Linked DNA regions of Gossypium raimondii: region 2 is linked to region 1. A link is a contact called in public Hi-C data. All regions are on one chromosome and are shown on one strand. The core of a region is the stretch at or near the end of the contact, and the rest is flanking DNA. Distances in the headings are between cores, read along the strand shown.

Region 1 (3,794 bases), core at 614-3,113:
ACCACTATAGCCAGTAGAAATGGCTCATCAATCTGAGCAACAGCATCAATAAGAAGTGAAATCTCCTCCATCTGGAATTTAAAACACACAAAGATTCAACCAAAAACGGGAAAAAAAAATTGTCAATCGAAAACACAGAGATTCAACCAAAAAAGGAAAAATAAATAATTGACAATCTCATAACCATTATGGAAAATAACTTGAACTACCAAAGCTTAATTAAAAGATCACCAGAGGTGAAGCTTTCTGGAAGACATTTATTGCTTTGGTTAACACTGATCTCTCCTTCTCGATAAGTTGTTTTTCTCTATCTTCCACTTTAATAAAACCCGCCACACCCACTTTCTGGTGAGAGCCACGATCGATATCCGCCATTTCTAGTTCAACGATGCTCTCATCCTGACGTTTGTTATTAGTTGTATATACAGTGTTAAAAAACTCGCTCAAAACATCATCGGTAAACAACCTCAAATCTTCCAATGACAAAACTACACCACTAGCACCTGATTTGAAAATCTTGGTCAACTCAGTATATGATGGCACCTCTGCTTGTGAATTATTATTAACAACAAAGATCGGTATCTTCACATTTTCATAGACAGCCTTCATTGCCGTATTGGCGTGCTCTTCTTGACCCAGATCATATATAAGAAAATCAGCACCTTCAGAACTTGAAGCATTTAAAGCAGAATCTGAAGATTGCACGGTCCTAGCTACCAAAGGGAGAAAGACAGAATCTGATTTTGAATCCATCATTGTGTTTCTTGCGACTATGGCAGGAAGGCCTGTAAAGGAAGCATTTCTCGTAAACAAATACAACGATGTTGGATATAGGTACAAATGCATTTGATATGACTGAAGACTTTAACAGCTTTACTTTAACATTGGGTCGATTTCATTTTGAAAAACAAGCATGACAATTTCATTACTTTAAACTCTGATAAGCTTTTGAAAAGAAATAAATCCACTTTTACGTGAATAGTCCAATAACCTTGAATAAGCAAACTTTAGAAGAAAAAAGAAAAAGGCAAAAAGCCCACCTTGATCAGAGAGGACCACGCCACTAGCACCGACAGCGGCGGCAATGTCAACGCGCTCCGCGATCAAAAGATAAGCGCGATCTTTAACAACCGCTTTTAACGAACGGGCAGCTTCATAAACCCTGCCGCCACTTCCTTCACCACCATTGAGCACTACAAGGCCAACCCATTTGGAGACGGCCTTGTCAATGAAATCGAGCGCATTGTCGTCAGCCAAGACGTCGTTGGGGTCCAACTGGAGAACAAAATTAGGGACCTTGATCTCGGGACGTTTGTAGCCACCAGGGAATAGAGTTCTGGGAGGCTGCTGGTTTTGAGGGCCTTGGGGTCCAAGCTGTTGGGAAGTAGAGCTGAAAGAATTGGTGGAAAGGGAGGGTTTCGTCGGAGGAAGAAAGCGGCGAAAAGGGGATTTAGTAAAGCGAGAGGAGAAAGGAGGAGATGGGCTGAAGTGGAAAAGAGCGGAGGAGGGAGAGGCGGGGAACCGGAGGGAAAGGAGAGGGATCATCGAAAAGGAGAAAAAGGGAACTTCTTTTTTGTGGGATACTTACTTGTGGTAAGTGAAGCAAGTAATTTGGCTATGGAGGCAGAGATTAGAAAAGAAGAAAGGGTGGAGGTTGAGCGAAACAGTGAGTGTTAAGAGAGATGTTATCGTCTTATCCTCTGGAGATATGAGTGATACCGATGAACCCACCACCAATTTGCTAAAAATAAAAATCTGACGGTCACTATGCTAAGAAGCCGTAATGGGCAGCTTTTAGTTCATTGGATTGGAGAGCTTTTGAAAGACAAAAATAGGTGGGAGACCCACTTGGCTGAATTCAATTGCATCCCACCGCCATGGCAATTCGCAAAACCAAAACTTGCTTTTCTGAACAAACATTTTGTTATAACAAAAGTTCAATTGTTTAATAATTTTGTAGTGTTTGTTGTTCTTACTTTCTCTATTAAATTTGTTTTCTTTTCTTGCATGTGACTTTAAAACCATTTGGCCATAAAAAAGGTTACATGATGGACATGTAGTTAATTAACAAATTAGGATTTTTCTTTTAAATTTAAATTATTCTTTTTATGTTTTACTACTTCACGTAATCAAGTTAATAATAAAGAATCCAAAAGACTCATATAAAGGAATTAGATCGGTCTATGGGTCAGGTCAACCCGTTCGAAAATGGGAAGAGTTTAGTCAAAAATATAAGCTCAAAAAATAGGTTTAGATAAGAAAATAATGTCTGTTTAAAAACGAGCCAAGCCTCAAGTAATGTTTTTTTGGCCCTAGCCTGAATATGGAAAAAAATGATTTTTTTTATTGTTTGCTTGCTGTTTTTTCTTATTTTCTTGTTTTTTCTCACTATTTTGCTACCATTTCACAATTATGTTGCTACTATTTAGATATTTGTATAACTCTTGTTTTATTGTTAATTTTGTTACTATTTTAGAGGCATTTGCTTCTTAAGTTGCACCTATCTTAGTATTATTTAAGTATACATATTTTTTAAAATTTATTGGGAAATATTTATTTTAATATTTTTAGTATTTTTATATATTATATATATTTTTAAAAATATATAAAAAAATCAATATAGATAGACCGAACCTAGATTTTAACATTTTTTATCTAAGCCAGACATAGCACATCCTGGAATAGATGTTTCCACCTGTTTAGGATTCAAGAAAACGAAATTAAACATCATACTGCGTAATATATATATTATCTAACAAAGACTATTAACACTCTTATGCTCTCCCTCACCACCTTCACCCCATTTTACACCTACTACTAGTCTCGACCTCCCTGTGTCCATTTTCACCATCTCCCTCATAACCTCCTCCTCCTCATTGTCAAACTTACCACCCATTCACCATGTCAAACAAGTATCCAGTACAGCCGTATGGGTGTAGATATACTCCTACACATCTCTTCGACCTCTTTCATCTCCACTGTCTTTCAGGCACAACCCTCCTCACACCCACCCTCGTGCCCTTATCATCTCCACCCCATTTTATGTCACCACCATCCTGTTTCCACTTTCACCATCTCCCTCATCACCTCATTCTCATTATTATAAGTCTTACCACCCTTTCACTATGTCAAAGGTTAACAGTTCTTTTAAATAATTAATCTACATGTTTTTAACTTGAGAGAAAAAAAAACCTTACCGAGAACTTAGACAGGAACAGACTATTGAGAAGTCAGTTGATAATTAGTTTGAGTAGTTAACTTTATTGTTAATATATTTAGTCTATTAGCAAATAATCTATAAAAGGTCAATAAGTTTGTAATTATGGTTTAAGACACTTATTGTAATTATTGATATTACAGAGTATTTTTTTTCATTCATGATCAGTTTTTCAACATGGTATCAGAGCTCCAGTGATCGCTAGCTTTCCGGTCACCAAAGTCCGGTTACAAAATTTGCTTGGTTTGCTGATTCGCTGTTACTTCATTTCGGGTTATGAAGGTTGAAAAATAAGTTTTTTTTTTTGTTTTTCTACTGGCCCAATTATATTTTTTGGTGGGTGTGGTCCAATTTGTGTGGTCCAATTGGTAATTTAGGGCTTTTTTTTTGCTTGTGGCAGTTTTCTCTTATTTGCATCATTCTTGATTGATAGACTTCTCTGCTTCAATACTGGTTGGTTTTCAATCATGGTGAATCTTTTTTATTTGGTTATTGATTTTAATCACCCTCTTTACTTGCATCCATCGGATACTTTAGGTGCATTGTTGGTATCTCATCAGTTGCTTAAAGTTGATAA
Region 2 (3,794 bases), core at 798-3,297, 83 kb before region 1:
CTGCAGGACTTTCTCAAGCAACTACACTCCAACAAATGATGTACGTTATGTAGCTAATGCTGTTGAACAGATTGGGGTGAGTGATAGCCATAGATGCCCTATGTCCTGGTATTATTGTGCAACTTGCTAGTATCCTCTTTCTTTTCTTACCACCCCATTTTTTCACTGTGAGATCCTTGACCATGAATGTGGGGTGTAAAATTTTGTTCAAAAGAGGAGGTGATCATAATGAGAAGTTTCACATGGCTGTTCATTTCTGGTGAAATTTTCACATTTGATGTGGCAATCTTTGTGACTCTGTTGACTTTACAGGGTTCTCAGAAGACCCTTATTTTGCAAGAGATACCAGAAGATGGAGTTAAGAAATTGCTGTCCAATAAGGAATGTTTGGCTGCCTGTGATGTAGCTGTGTTTTTGTATGACAGGTAAAGTTAAATATTTTATTTGTCTGAAGCTGCAAGATGAGAATATCATGGTGCTATAGCATACTTATAGAGCAGTGGTTATGAACCTCTGTAAATTAATAATTTAGTGGTTTTGAATATCCTCTACTAACTAATCCTACTTTTTCCCTTTGTCTGCTTCTATGTTGTGCTAAATCTGCTAGCCTGTGGGTGGAAGTTGAAGAATAACCAGCACCTCAAAGGGCTGTAGAAATCTGTTGATATGTCTGTAAATAGTCTCTTATCTTACATGATAGTGTATTCCTATTGCCAGTTCAGATGAATATTCATGGAAAAGATCTAGAGAATTGCTTCTGGATGTTGCTAGGCGAGGAGAGGAAAGTGGTTATGGAGTGCCTTGCCTACTCATTGCAGCAAAGGATGACTTGGATCCCTTTCCGATGTCTCTGCAAAACTCGGCTAGAGTATATATCTTATCATTGGCTGCTTTGTTACCCAATAAAACCATGGCAATATTTGAATATGGTGTGAATTTCTAATTTGTTTCAGGTTACTCAGCAGTTGGGAATGGAAGCTCCAATTCCTGTAGGTGTGAAATTAAGAGATTCCAAAAGTGTATTTTCTAGAATCGTAAGTGCAGCAGAACACCCTCATCTGAGCATTCCTGAGACCGAGAAAGGGAAGAAAAGAAAGCGATATCGCCGGCTTGTTAATAGCTCACTTATGTTTGTTTCAGGTTAATATTATTATGTCATTTCTTAATGCATCTCTCTCCTTTCGACGGAAATAAACAATATAATAGTTGCTGTTATAGTTTGCTTGTTAATAACCGGGTTTGTGATTAAGTTACAGTGGGGGCTGCTGTTGCTGTGGTCGGACTAGCAGCTTATCGTGCCTATGCTGCAAGGAAGAATACTTGAAAGATAGTCTAATTGACAGCTATTTCTTTTGTCTGCATTTGCAACTCAAATAAATGGTCAGTACATGTATCCTTGTTTGGATTTTCAAGCTGATACCTGTAAATAATTTTTGACAATTATTTCAGCAAGGCAGGAGGTAATCTTTTCTACTTTCACTTATATCGAATCAAATAATTTACCTTTTATTTAAAGTTTCTTGTTTATTCCCCTTGTCTACTGAAATATGTTATATGTAAACTACATGCAATTTTGTATCAATTTCATGGTGCCATTTCATGCCAATTGTCTATCATGACAGGATCTGTGAACCTTGGAATAAAGTATTATTGTTCATATTGCCTTGTGGACAGCTCCCAAGCTTAGAAAAAAAAATGAACTAGTTAGTTGGCTTAGATTCATTATGAGTAGCAGGCAGGTATATAGGCAATTCTTGTTGGGAAGGAGCAATGTTGCCCCCTTAGTCCTTAGATGGTTGTTTGTTTCCCCCTTACATGCATGATCTGTTGGTGATATTACCTAGCTATGGTTATACAAAAATAGCAGTTTTGAAGAAATGAACTTTAAAATGGTAGGATTAGAATTGAAATAGTAGGATACTACATTCTTTCACTATATTTTTATGATCTTTTCATGGACATGGTAGAATAATACATGGGTAATGACTAATGACCTATGACAAAAAAGCCTAGTGAACGAAATTTCTTCTTGTGAAGACGGCCTGCTTGGCTATGCGCCCAAATGCTGTTTACTTCAAATGGACTTAGGCCTAGACTTTCTCATGAGTCGGGTCGGGCCATCCTTTGTTACAAATTTGCTTGTTCAAGATCTAGCTTGACTTGAGAAGCCTTGAAATGCCCAATGATTGTTCAAATAATATCTATTATTCTTGTAATATAATATTTAATAAAGTTATTATTACTCTTATGGGGTCAAGTGAGTTTGGATGTGAAAAGCTAGGGTCGGTTTTATCTGAGTTGAGTTAGACCTGTATGTTATTTGGATAGATCTATTCAGGATACAAAAACTATGCTTTTAATTTAATTTAGATTAAGTTTGGAAACTAATTTAAATTATTTTAGATTAGACTAATATAAAATTTGTAAACAGTATGTTTGTTCAAATAAGTTCTGGTTTTTTAAAAAAAAAACTAAATAAGCTCGTATTCTTTTACTTTTGCAAATTTTATTTTAGCTAAAAATTTTTAAAAAAATGGGTGTGTTTGGTTCAAGGAATGCAACATTCTCGGGTAATGTGAGACTTCAATGTAAAATTTTAACGTTTGAAGTTTAATGTGAGATTTCAGTGTAAAATTTTAATGTTCGAAGTTTAAACATTATCTTGAGTCGGTAATATCACATTCTCAATAGTGTCAAGATTTTTGACCTCTTTAGGAATTCTAATATTCCCTTGGTAATGTGATATTTTTGCAAATTTACTCTTACTTTTTAATGACAGTGATTCATATTGTTAAAAATGAAATAATAATAAAACTAATGAATTCTCTAATTCTTTAATATATTCTTCAAGTAATATTACAACTATATTTATTTGTTATTATAGGTTGAGAAAAATTAATATTTAATCTATTATATTACATTTTGCTCAAAATATTACTTTGACAACAATTTACCATTCTTATTTTTATCATTTTGGTCAAATTGGCCTTTAAACCATTTATTACATATCTAAATAAAAAATATATATTTTTTTTCTTCATTTTTGGTCTCTTGGATCAAAGCAGAATCCTAGCTGCCTGTTGAAGATAAGGAATTAATGTATTAGAGAAATTTATTCATTTATAAATAAAATAAAATTTTATGAGAACAATTTAATAAAATATACTTTTAAATTTTTAAATAATTTTACATTTAAATCAACCAAACAATAAAATTTTACTTTCTAGCCAATTGAATCAAATAGAATAATATATCAATGTTAAGTAATTTTACATTTTGATAATCTCATTATTTAAACAAGTTTTTGGAATGTTATGGTATGAATGCTCAATTTTAACTATTTAGTTTAATTTTAATAGGTTACAATTGTTGGAATCATATAGTCAAGTATTTAGATTAAATATTTTATAACCTTGTAAAGTTTATCAAACTAAAATAATAATAAATGTTTTTAATATGTTTGTTGAAATTAGTGAAGTTTGGTTACATCGTTGTCACATTTGTATTTTAGTACGAAATGTTAACTAATATTTTAAAATATAATTTTGTTTTTAATTAAAATAGTGCTTCTATTTCATGAACAAAAGAAAAGAATAAAACTTATTTGCTTAAAATAAATAAATAATAATAGGTTATTTATGGGGTTTTATTAGAGTAAGAATGTGATAGCAAAGAGTTATAAGAAGGTCCCTACAAAATCAATTTAAAAGTTCAAAATCCATTGATAAAATAATAATAAATTACACCAACAGTCATTCAACTTTTGGATAGTTGACAAAATAGTCACTCAGGTT

What was found. Hi-C and Micro-C count contacts between places; a contact is called where the count stands out from the background.
Region 2: a contact with region 1 is called in a Hi-C map of leaf, with 2.8 times the contacts expected there. The contact joins the enhancer-like site here to the promoter of LOC105790730 in region 1. A contact is called at or near these places in 2 of 2 Hi-C or Micro-C datasets (both in leaf).

What each region holds. Positions count from the first base shown.
Region 1 is chr8:9,546,201-9,549,994 of ASM2569854v1, reverse strand. It overlaps LOC105790730 (hypothetical protein), which reads right to left and starts at 1,863. Exons shown (of 11, transcript XM_012618473.2): 1 at 1,041-1,863; 2 at 232-785; 3 at 3-71. The coding sequence starts at 1,545.
Region 2 is chr8:9,629,409-9,633,202 of ASM2569854v1, reverse strand. LOC105790732 (mitochondrial Rho GTPase 2) reads left to right here. Exons shown (of 14, transcript XM_012618478.2): 10 at 7-76; 11 at 313-425; 12 at 718-868; 13 at 954-1,140; 14 at 1,257-1,527. The coding sequence ends at 1,324. It overlaps LOC128042947 (a long non-coding RNA gene), which reads right to left. Exons shown (of 2, transcript XR_008198566.1): 2 at 3,703-3,794. Among protein-coding and RNA genes, the nearest start is that of LOC128042947, 3.9 kb to the right of the region's middle. Within about 2 kb of position 2,047, the one cell type or tissue checked has open chromatin away from gene starts, as enhancers often do. A contact at or near this core is called in leaf, where this site is marked.